Linked DNA regions of Mus musculus: regions 1 and 3 are each linked to region 2. Evidence: chromatin contacts called from public Hi-C data. All regions are on one chromosome and are shown on one strand. The core of a region is the stretch at or near the end of the contact, and the rest is flanking DNA. Distances in the headings are between cores, read along the strand shown.

Region 1 (3,782 bases), core at 428-2,927, 3.0 Mb before region 2:
CAAGTGACGGGCCTTAAAGTTTAGGTTCTCATCACCTTCTAACCAAATCCAAATTAAACAGTTAAAATATACTTTTTAGATAACAAACATATTGGAGTCCTACATTAAACCTTTGTCAAATCAAGCTAAAGCCAAGATTCAACCTCCATGAAATGTCCCCAGTGTCCATTAAATCCTCAGCGTGAACTTGCTCTATGGCTACCACCTTATTGTACTGTCTGTCTCATGAATCTACAAGGTCTCTAAGGGCAAAGATGTCCTGCTACTTTTGACATCTCTAAGGCAGACGTTGTGCTTCATGGCAGGTTAGCATTCCCCATGACAAGGACGGAAGAGGCCCCTGGACCAGACAACACACCTGATTCAAATACTGAGAACTGAGTCAGATCAGATCTAGGTGCCTGCATTTGTACATATAGGTATATGAATGGAGAATGAGTTACAGAAGGAAAGAACCTGAAAACAGCCAGCTGGACAGAATCAGTTGGAACACATCTGACATGATAATTCCATGACAGTACTAAGAAAGATCAGCCAGTCCAGTCTTCCCCACATTGACCCCATGTTAGTAATTTACTTCCTTCTGCACCTGTCAGTCCTAGATAATTCACATATCTAGGCTAAATATTCCAAGTACCCAAGACATATCCAGATATCTCACAAACTATAGACATGGAAGAATTTAATTTTATCCTTAAGGTACTTTTTAAAATGTTGCCAAGAGTGGCACAAAGTTCTCACAGAAGTGATGGGCATTTCCAAGCCTACCACAGACATTTTTGTGAAATTGCAATCACAGGTCAAGAGCATTTTACATCCTTTCCTACCAAGTACTGGAAAACTTAATAAATCAGAAGCAGCGTTATCGCAAGCCCATACAGTGATCTATAATTATTCCAGAAAGCCCCCCGCCCCATCCGGGGCAGCAGATTTCCACTGTCCCTGAAGGCAGAAGAGACAGACATGTAAGTGCACTGTGCATGTACACACAAATACACACACGCACTTCAAATCTAACCTCTCGAAAAGTCCTTTTAGTTTGCTGACTCCCAAGAACTGGAAAGAAATGCAAACTCATCTGGTAGCCAGAAGTAAAGGCAATGCGGATGGATCATAAATACCACTTCTTCTGCGTTGATTCACTCTCATGACACCTTTCCCAAATATCTGGTTTTATAAGTTCACAATTATGATGCTGTATATGCAGTATTAGTCTTCATTCACCCTGAACCCAAGTTTACAACCATTGGTTTGGGTTAAAAGCCTCCCTTAGGGGCCATTCAGGTGGTGGCTTCGCTTTCTCTTCCTAACCTCATTCCTTTTTACAGGAAAACATCAAATCATCAGAAAACAGATGCTAAAAGAGAAACCCCTGGGCCGTCCCTCTGGCCTCTGCAGCAAAGACACCTAGGGAATCCCACCACCCCTGTCCCCCAACTTGGAGTTCCAGCCCCCACGCCCCCTCGCCCACTAAGACGGCCTCCTGTCCTTCAGACTCGAGACTCCACACCCGCGCGCAAGTACACCTTACCTTTATTCTGCTTTAGTCTCCTCAGCTCTTCCTCAGAGAAGCCCGCCCAATCCTGAGCCATCCGCCTAGCCCTGGGCACCCAAAGAGTGCCCAAATCTCCGCGCGCAGACTGCCAACACAGCTCCACAGGCACATCCGGGTTCCTTCAGTGGCGCGGCGAACAGCCAATCAGCGTGCCGAACTGTGGCGCTAGGCCTCCCTCTGCATTCAGGGACCCGGTACCTGTGGGGCTGCCCCGAGCGATGCCTGAAAGCCTGACTCGGTGGACTACAAAAGCACGGCCTTCGCTTCCACTCACAGGCCTCTGCTACACGTTCCAGTTCTTCTTGCTTTATATCTTTGGGGGGAAGTGGGGGTTATGGGAATATGAGGAAGGGTTGAGGAAAACAGGTAGAGCGGCAGTGACAGAGGAGGCCTACAGGTCGGAACTGCCTGACTAGCTGGGCGGAGCCTGTATTGCCTGGGAGGTGGGCGGTACCGGAGCATCCTTGGCTTGTAGGTTCTAAGTCATGGAGAAACAGGGTGTAGGGTTGAGATTTAAGCATTGGCCAGTTCACTTCTAGACAATAACATCTAGCAGATTTCGATTTCTTGTTTCTATGATGAATGAGTCTAAGAACCTAATCCTTATGCCAAGATATTTTGCTGGTCTCCTCCTGCCTATAGAAGTCCCTCAACACACCACACTCAAGTCCTAAATGGTGATTTTTTTTTCTTTTGTCTAAAGCTATCTTCTTGAGCTTCCATTTCTCCGTTTTAAGCAGAGTTTAGAAAATTAGAAGATGCAAAGCTTGTCCATGTATGTGTAGGTCAGCGTTTTTTAAACCATTTCTTTTTTTCATTATTTTTACTAAAAACAACTGAAAACATTACATTGGCTACATTGAAAATTTTTTTAAAGAATATTAATTTTCGACTCGAGAGTCAATATTTTTAATCAAGTTGAAGTAAAGGAGTATACTGGAAAATAAAATATGACACCAGCAATTGAAATGAGCAGTTCAGTTATATAAGTATCAGAAAAAAGTTTGACATCTTTCTTGTAATCTTTGAACTTTGAAATGTAACAGGTTTTCCAAAATTCAAGGATGCCACACATGCTTATCTTAAAGATGAGTTTATTTTCAATATATTTGAAAGGCAAAATACCATCCAAAAGGATTAGTTTCGTTCAAGTTTTGAACATAGACTAAATGTGTAAACAGATATACATTAACTCCAGAATAGAATGTATTAGTCACAATCTGGTAGTGGATTCAGCTTGCCCTCTGCACACAATAACCATTTACTAGTGACTCAACAACAATTTTAAACCTACTTGTGTGCTTTCTGTTACATTTTATTTATACATTTTCTATAAGACAAGATTTATCACTAATCTTAATAGAGTCAGTAATTATGGTATTTTAAAAGGTTTTGCCTTGCTTGTGAATGCAAATCAAGGCACCAGCAAGAGATAATAAAAGCCAATAAAATACATCTGTATAAAATTATACTTTCCCCCTTGCAACATTCCAAATCTCCTATTTGTTGTTCTGTTGGCCCTTCCTCAAGGAGTTCACTTTTGTCAAATGCTGTAGGAGATACTGGTGGGAACTAAGCTCCAGAAGTCTTTGCTCTGTGGGAGTTCTTGGTTCTGAGTTGAGAGAGTATCTCAGTTGAGAGTTTTGCTGGAAGTCTCACTCACATTATACTAACTATATTTAAGGGGAAATTTTCCCCATTTGTGTAGTAAATTTGGATCCTACCACCATATACACAAAGGGTATTTACTGTTTTCTCACACACAAAAGGCTTCCTTATTCTCCAGAGCAGTAGGCTGTGTTTTTCTAATCTTTATATATTCTCTTCTTTTCAGGCTCTTTACTAGTTTGTTTTCAATTATATGTAAGAAACTCAAACTTGAGTAGTTAGCTTTTGTAGTATTCTCTTTTTATATTCTTTTAAGTTCCATGATGAACATTTTTGTGTTTAAATAAAAGTTTTATATATAATTCAGCATGTTCATGTGTTTATGAGAAGGTATCATCTATGACAATTTGGATTGTAATATATTCTCCAGTTGATTCTCCATTAGATGGTTGGTGTTTCATCTGGACTCAGATGTGGTGTCTCATCCCTATAGTTCCAGCACTCAAGAGGCTACAGCATGAGTTTGAAGCCAGTCTGAGTTACACAGTGAATTACAGATCAGCCTGGCTGCAATGTGAGACCCAGTACAATTTAGATAGATAGATAGATAGATAGATAG
Region 2 (3,843 bases), core at 846-3,345:
AATATGTAAGGATTTTCAGAGTAAAGCAGACAACTCTTGGGTACCTGAAGTTCCCTTCTGTAGGAGGAGTGGACCAGATAATTTGGAAGAAGGGTCTTTCTGGTTCTTTGCCTACAGCTCTGTGTTCTATGATGAAGGGCTTCCCGCTCATGGGACACCAAGGATATTTTGTACTGATGCTACTGATAAATGTTTATAGACAACGAAAAACTAAGCAATGCCAATTTATTGTTCATATTCAATTTCCATGTCTCTAGTAACACTGTAAATAAATGTGTGTGTTAAATACGGTTGCACCTGTACCTGTGTAATCTGTGGAGCCTGGCACTTCCACTCACACCTAGGAGACATACACCTCTCATGCCAGCTCTATGACCCAAGTCTTCCATGAATTTGGTGCCTGTAATACGTATGGTGCTATTGTCAGGCACAGGGGAAACAGGTACTGAAAGAGTGACAAGTTTCTGAGACCTGTAATCAGCCTTGCTGCCGGAAGTCCTGTCCTCTAACCACCTCCTCCATTATTTGTCTTCTGAAGCCACCAGGCTGTTTTCTCAGGAATGTAAACACAGGAGACTGGGCTATTCTTACTTCCATGTCTGCTCCGGGAGGAAGACCCCCAAAGCAAGCCTGGCTCTCAGGCTGGACTGCTCACACTTTACTTACCCATGCGCCTTCTGAGCAGATTTGTACTTTCTGCATATCTATGGGGCCATCCTCCAACTCTTGGATCTCAACCTCTTCCTCCTTTTGCTCTTCTTTCAGGGTCAAATTCAGAGGGTAGGCCCGGGACTCCATTTCTGCATTCAAGAGTTAGCAGACAATCAGGTGTCAGTGGGAACTAGTCTGTGAGAGGGCGGCTCAGGCACACACACACACACACACACAAACCTGTTTAGGTCAAAGCACTGTCTGCTTCCAGCTGGAAGGAAGGGGTTCAGAAAGGTGGCTGGCTTATTTAATTATTACAGAGGCTGAGGGCAGATAATTTATCTGGCTAACTTCAAATATTTAAAGAGCCCCCTGTGGCACGGAGACCAGAGTAGTTTTCACAGAGCCTCTGTGCAGAAGGGCAGAACTTAGAACAGTGGGTAAATATCCCGGGAAGAGGTTTCAAACAGCTCAGTGATGGGCAGAAGTTCCCACTGCCAGGACTGTTTGAGCACGGAATCAGGACCAGAGGAGGGCGGTGCTGATTTGCTACCACATCAAAGTATCTCAGCCTAGATAGGAAATTTAAATAGTTAGCCCAAAATAGTTATCACCTGGGTTTTCCAGATTCATAGGCGCTGTCCACAAGCTACTTCAGAAACTTAACAGTTTTTCTGCCTCAAAGGACCTCCCAAAGCCAAGTCCATGATGCAGAGAGGGGCGTGCCTGGGTGGCAGAGGCCAACCCAAACCTGGCTGGACTTCTCCTCGCCTCTGGGTCGCAAATCCTCTCTATTCGAAGCCTCCTCAGGCTGGTACAAAGAGGTTCCCCAGAAGAGACTGCGGGCAGCTGCTGGGTATGCAGAGAGTGTGCATCTGTGAGCTCCATTTCCCGGGACTTCCCAAGCAAGGATCTTCCCGGAGTTCAGAGTCAGCTTCTTCAATGTTTCTGGGGTGGGTGGAGGCATGGGGAGGTAGGAACACTCGTGAGGTCACAGGAGTCCCGGGACCTGAACTTGGCCGCGGCCTGTGCCCAGCTGCGGGGCGGGTGGTGGGAGGGGCCGGCACGAAGGTGCTCGCCGCCGCCCTTGCCCGCTCCAGCCATCTTGTCCAACCCTCTCCCGCCACCCCCGCCCACCACTAAGGTCCTCGGTCCACCTGCGGGGCGGCGACAGCCCACGCCGCCTACCTCCCCGGCCGGCCCGCAACAAAGGCGGCGGCGGAGGCGACACTGCCACCGGCGGCCCCCGCCCCACCGTGGCCCAGCCTCCTCCGCCGGCCTCGAGGACGAGCCGCCCGGATCCCGCAGCCCGCGCGCACTCACCCCGGCCGAGCGGGCGGCGTCGCCGCAAAGGGCGACGAAGGCTGTGGCCCGGCATTCACCGCGCCATCGTCTCCACCGCTCCCGCCGCCCCAGCGCGGCCCCTCGGGAGGGAGCGAGGACACGTGGTGGGAGGGGAGGGGTGGGCGGAGCCCAGGGTGTTAGGGGCGGGCTAGGGGCGGTGACGTCAGCAGGTCTCGGCGGCGCTTCCGGCGACCTCGGTGCTTCGAGCCGCGTTAGCCCGGTGGCTGGCTCACTTGCGGCCGCCGAGGTGGGCATTTGCTCGGAGGAACACCGCAGCCTTTCCGCTCAGGCATCCAGAAATGCTCTGTGCGCGGAGGGGTGACCGGGCTCATCGTTCTTGTTCTGTCCAGAACGCTGATCCAAGCATACCAAGAAGCGAACTTGAAGATTTTTGTAGTATTGCCCTTTAACTCCCAAGCATGTAGTTTCCTGGGCGTAGTAGGTGTGAAGAAGTTTTTTCGAGTTGTTTGCCCACAGCTCTGTGGAGAATATAGCAACCATGTTCCAGGAGACCTCGAAAATCTTCTTATTTCAGAAAAAGATTCTACAGTCGGAGATCTGTTTGGACCTTGTTTAAACAAACACCACACACACACACACACACACACACACACACACACACACACACACACACACTTCATACTTATTGAAAATACTAAAAGATTGAGTTCAACTTGGGGGTTGGTGATTTATAGCCAAGGAGAGGAAGGGGTGTGGATGTCAAGAGTGTGGATAATTACTAAGAGGAATTATCAAAGATTGAGGGATTCTTGCTAAACCCACTAAACTGGATTCTGGTTGAAAGCAGACCAGGGTGATCAGATAACAAATGTGCTAAACTGACTTAGGATTCTTGCTTAAATAAGGCTGGGCAAGCAGAGGTGGGGGTGGGGAGCACGGCAGCAGAGGCAGCTCAGGAGAGGGTTCAAGAGCCTGTGGTTAAGAAAAGAATCGTTTTTAAAAATCAAAATATTATTTTAAGTAATATGTGCATGGGTATGTGCTTATGCCTGAAGGCTAGAGTCATGGGATACCACTGTGTTGGAGTTACAGGTAGCTGTGAGCTGCCTGATCGGGGTGCTGGAAACTAAGCTCTGATCCTCTTCAAGAGCAGTGCACTTAACACCCGAGCTGCCTTTACAGCCCCCAGGAGAAGCTGTTGTTAAACATTTTACTTTAAACTTATTGCTTCTGTTCACTAATGTGTGTGTAAGCACAAATGCCAAGGCATAGATGAGCTGTGCTTTTTAATACATATAGTACGACACAGAAGACTCACTCTTGAAATGTTGTTATGGCTGACAAGAGCAAAGAGCAATGATGGCTTAATCACTGCACAGAGATTATTGATATATTGAAAGAGAAGGTTAGGATTCCTTTGTTGTTTTAATGGATAGCTCTTTTGATGTATATATTTATTTATTTTTTTAAGAATCAGGAATGGTGGCTTAAATTAATTGATATTCTCATTTTTAACTTTGCTGAGGGAAATGGCAGTTTCCATTGCAAAAGTGAGAAGGTTGTCAGGAAGAGAGCAGAGGGTGCTGGGCCATTGTTGACACCTTCTCTCAAAGGTGAACATGTGTTCCGAAGTAAGAAAAAAAGCAATGCTAAGTTTTAGTCTTTGAGAGTCATACACACACACACACACACACACACACACACACGTATGTATATAAGAGGCTAGTCAGTGACCCATTTTGATCTTTAATTTTTTTTTCAGAAAGATTTATGTGGATGAGTGTTTGTTTGTGTGTATGTCATTGTTTGCCCTGGAGTGCTGTGATACAACACCATGACCAAAAACAACTTGGAGAGGAAAGGGTTTATTTCAGTTTAACAGTTGTA
Region 3 (4,300 bases), core at 951-3,450, 3.1 Mb after region 2:
CCCTCACTAATCTCTTTCTGCGCTCGAGTAGCAAGTCCTCCTTTGGGTTCAGGCACATATCAGATTCTGGGCTTTTCTGTTCCGTATCCTGAGGTCAGTTTATTTCTTCAATTGAAACCATCAAGCTTTCAGAGGCAAAAAAATTGAATTAAGCATTCAATATTTTTCATCTGCATCTCAGTTTTTGAAATTGTTTATAAGAACATAAGGGGTTACTTGAGAAAAAAAACAAGCCACACCTAGATTAGAGATAGATTAATAACAGAAAACGTGGGTATAAAATCATAATCACACACCCCTCTCTGCTGATGTGATATACACTACTGTCAGGGTAATTCTTATAAACCATCAAACCCTTACAAACGTACAAAGGGCTTACCTACCACACAAATCCCAGCCTTTCCCACTGAAGTTGCCAAAGCCTTTAATAATCTCATGCTCTTTCTGGTCCAAGTTAATGCCTTCCAAGTCTTCTCCTAAGTGTCCAATGTTGTGTTACACCTGCCTGAGAATTTCTGAGGATCAATTTCCCAACGTAAAGCTACCCAGAGGCTCACAACTGCACTTAGAAGTAATAATGCTCTCTTCTCAGAAGCAAATTGTGTTCATTTTAATAGTGCAATTTCAGTTCCAACTCCTGTGTGTGTGTGTGTGTGTGTGTGTGTTGCGTATACAGAGAAAGAGGCCATCTAACTATAAAGATACTATATACTTTATATACAGTAAAACAGCTCTCTGACATTTTAGTTCAAATAGGACAATTACCTCTAGGAGCTCCCATTTCTCCGTTATATGTAACACTTCAGTGCTAAGCACAACATAACTTACATTATATACAACTGGCTTTGCAATGCAAACTTAAGCAAGCAACTCCCAATTCTGAGGAACTAGATAAAGCATTCCTGGAAAATACGGGGAAGGCTTTGTGTTACACCCACGTAGATCCAGGTACATTCAGCTCCCTGACTTTTGGATTATGATATTTTCGCCTTTTGATAAATGGTTCTTGGTTTAATCCAGAGATGGTGGCGCAATGGAGATACATAAAAAATTGGCAAGCATTCAAACAAGTCACACTGACGCCATTCTTGTGGCTCATGCCCGTAAAGTCAGCACTTGAGAGATGGGAGGTGAGAGACTCCCAGGACTCATAGGAAGGGACCTTTGATGAAATGCCCGGCAGTAGGGAGAGGGAACTTATAGAGCCCACCTCCAGCAGAAAGACAGGACATCAAGTGAGGGATGGGGTTGCCATCCCACTGTCACACCTCTGACCCATAATTGTTTCTCTCTGAAAGAATTCCAGGGATGGAAATGGAGAGGAGCCTGTGAAAAAGAAGGTCCAGTGACAGGCCCAAAGTGGGATCCAGCTCAAGGGGCAGTCCCAAGGCCTGACACTACTACTGAGGCTATGAAGCGCTCACAAAAAGGGATCTAACATGACTGCCCTCCGAAAGACCCAACAAGCAGCTGAAAGAGTCAGATGCAGATATTTGCACCCAACCAATGGACAGAAGCAGCTGATCCCTGTTGTTGAATTAGGGATGGCTGAAAGAAGCTGAGGAGGACGATCCTGTAAGGGGACTAGCAATCTCAATTAATCTGGATCCCTGAGATCTCTCAAACACTGGACCACCAAACAGACAGCATACACCAGCAGATATGAGGCCCCCAACACACATAGAGGACTGCCGGGTCTGTGTTCATTCAGAGATGATACACCTAACCCTCAAGAGAGTGGAGGCCCCAGGGAGTTTAGAGATCAGGTGGGGTGGGGGCATCCATGTGGAGACAGGGTGGGGAGGGGAGGAGTTTGGGATGTGGATCAGTCGGAGGGTGGATGGGGAGGGGCGGGGAATGGAATATGAAGTGTAAAAAAATTGAATTACAAATAAAGTTAAATAAATAAATAAAAAAAGGCTAGTCTCAGGAATATAGGGGTTCGAGACCAACCTGGGATAGATGAGCCTGTCAAATCAACACACAAGTTAGTAAACCCAGATGCCCCGATCCTTGGCCTTGCACCCGGCCCTCCAACGCTCACCCGCTCAAACTCACCTGGAGGCCTAGCAGCTCACGGAAAAACAGTTAAAAACCGAGCGTCCAACCGAAAGCCGCTGACCGTTGTCATTTTTCAAACCGGCCGCCTTTTTTTGTGAGGCCGGCCCCTTTCCGCACAGCGCGCTTCCTTCGCGACGGATGCCGAGAAGGCTCAGAAGACCCACGGTGGGTGGGACTTGACGAGTTGCGCAGCGAGCCAGGCTCCAGATCAGCGGAATCATTCTTCAGGGTTATAGTTTCTAGCCGGAACCGCGATTCCGCCAGACCAGGAAGCGCAGCAGTTAGGGGGAGGAGTTCCGGGATGTGTTTACCGGGTTGTCCCAGACTGGAACTTTGCCTTCAGCGTACCTGATAGCGAGCAGGCAGACAGACGGTTTCTAGCCCCTTCTCTTAGGCTCAGAGAGTAACAGGCAATAGAGGATGTGTTGTTCCCAAATTAATCAAAGGCATTATAGAGAATCCAGGAGTAGTAGTAACAGTCTTACTGTTTGATAAGCATTGATGGGGTCAAATTTTGACCTCACTGGATATTTGTACACATCATTTCTCCTTAGGTCCATGAAAGCTTGAGGGCGGGGCAGCGAATGGATGGATAGACATTGTTAAGGACGTCCAATTTAAATCTTTAATTTACTCACTTTGAGGACTCAATATAGGATAATAAATCTAGAAGCATAAACGTACTGGAATATGATTCTACACTTGCCAAACATGAGCAAAACCACTAGTTCATCTCATCGGTGAGCCATTTCTGTGGCTTACTGACATTACAGGTAACAAAGAATATACAGAACTCTCTATTCACGGGTGTTTTAATATCCTTTGAGTACCTTTACTACTTGATTTTTTTAATAAATAGGTAAGATTTTAATTGTTATATTCTTGAGCCAATATTATAGAACATAGTTTCATATAAGTAGATGGAACATGGCTACACTGAAAATACAGTACAATTTAACATGGAGAATTCTGGCAACGTAGCTTTATATCCGGTTTATTCACTGGGCGGCGCTGCTGCATTGATTTTAACATTACTGAGAATTTCATTCCATTTCTTTCCAGTAATCAAAACTACAGAGATAAACATCGGACACAATGTTCTGGATTAAAAATTTTTTTTTTCTAAATTTATGGGCTTTAAAGTACATGTTTACAGTCCTGGCTTAAGAAGAAAAATAGCATTGAATTCAAGTAGTTGTCTGCATTTTATTTCTCTCTAATCATTCTTGTTAATCTGTTTGCCTCTTCAGTCACGTTCATCTTTAGGAAAGATTTTGGAAATTGAGCTATACATTTGAAATACTTTATGCAGTACTAGTCTGAAACTGTAAAATACCTAACATTCGCTGTTTGTGGTGAACTCTAAATAAATACAAGGAACCACAGACCTGGCATTGTGCTTTAACCCCTTAAAATACTTTCCTCAACGTGTACATGAAGTTATATTATTTTAATGTAGTTTATATAAACACCATTCTGAATCATCAGTCAAACATATTTAATATCATGAAAATACTTGCTCAGTGTTTTTATTAATTCAAATTTTATGTTCTAGTAAATTTCCAGTGTTGACTTTATGAGAGCCCGTGGTGTTAACAGTATTTCAAGGGAGCTGACAAGGATTTCTCAGAAAAATTTTAAAAGTAATGTACTCTTCAAACCATGGTTGTGCTTGCCTCTAATGTCAGTACTCCACAGGGAGAGGCAGGCAGATCTCTACGAGTTTGAGGCCAAGCCTGGTCTAGATAGTATTAGCCTGATCTTCATGGTGAGTTCCAAACCAGCCAGAGTTATATATAAGGAGACTCTGGAAACAAAAAAAGAATAAAACTTAATATATTCTATTTTTTGATAGAAAAGATATATAACTTCAATTTATTTGAATTTGTTACCATCTAAAAACATATTTTGAGTAAATAGACTTACATCACATTCTTCTTTCCCTTTTGTTCCCCAACTCCTCCAGGAGAGCCTCCCCCCATTCAAAACCTTCAATACCTTTCATTTGTTATCATATTCTTTAAAATTTATAAAATTTAAAAATGTTTTAAATTTTAACAAAATAATGAGCATTATCAAAGTTGTCTGATATAAAACAACAATCAATTGAACAGTCTTATGTAGATGTTTGTCTACAGCAATACTGAAAATACACGTGTTTTTCTCAATATAAATTTTAAGTAACTCCAAATATATTAACTGTATGATATTTAAAATAATATTTTAAATAATATATCAC

What was found. Hi-C and Micro-C count contacts between places; a contact is called where the count stands out from the background.
Region 1: a contact with region 2 is called in a Hi-C map of CD4 T cells, with 4 times the contacts expected there. The contact joins the promoter of Gorab here to the promoter of Pogk in region 2. A contact is called at or near these places in 1 of 39 promoter capture datasets (liver) and 1 of 484 Hi-C or Micro-C datasets (CD4 T cells).
Region 3: a Hi-C map of B cells shows a contact between it and region 2, with 6 read pairs. The contact joins the promoter of Nuf2 here to the promoter of Pogk in region 2. A contact is called at or near these places in 1 of 39 promoter capture datasets (pre-B cells) and 1 of 484 Hi-C or Micro-C datasets (B cells).

Annotation. Positions count from the first base shown.
Region 1 is chr1:163,401,992-163,405,773 of GRCm38.p6, forward strand. It overlaps Gorab (golgin, RAB6-interacting), which reads right to left and starts at 1,678. Exons shown (of 5, transcript NM_178883.6): 1 at 1,532-1,678. The coding sequence starts at 1,592. Gm24940 (a small nuclear RNA gene) reads left to right here and starts at 292; the gene lies at 292-411.
Region 2 is chr1:166,407,733-166,411,575 of GRCm38.p6, forward strand. It overlaps Pogk (pogo transposable element with KRAB domain), which reads right to left and starts at 2,096. Exons shown (of 6, transcript NM_175170.4): 1 at 1,975-2,096; 2 at 1,266-1,599; 3 at 667-800. The coding sequence starts at 1,284.
Region 3 is chr1:169,529,264-169,533,563 of GRCm38.p6, forward strand. Nuf2 (NUF2, NDC80 kinetochore complex component) reads right to left here and starts at 2,201. Exons shown (of 15, transcript NM_001355159.1): 1 at 2,059-2,201. It overlaps Gm34624 (a long non-coding RNA gene), which reads left to right and starts at 2,314. Exons shown (of 3, transcript XR_373698.2): 1 at 2,314-2,834.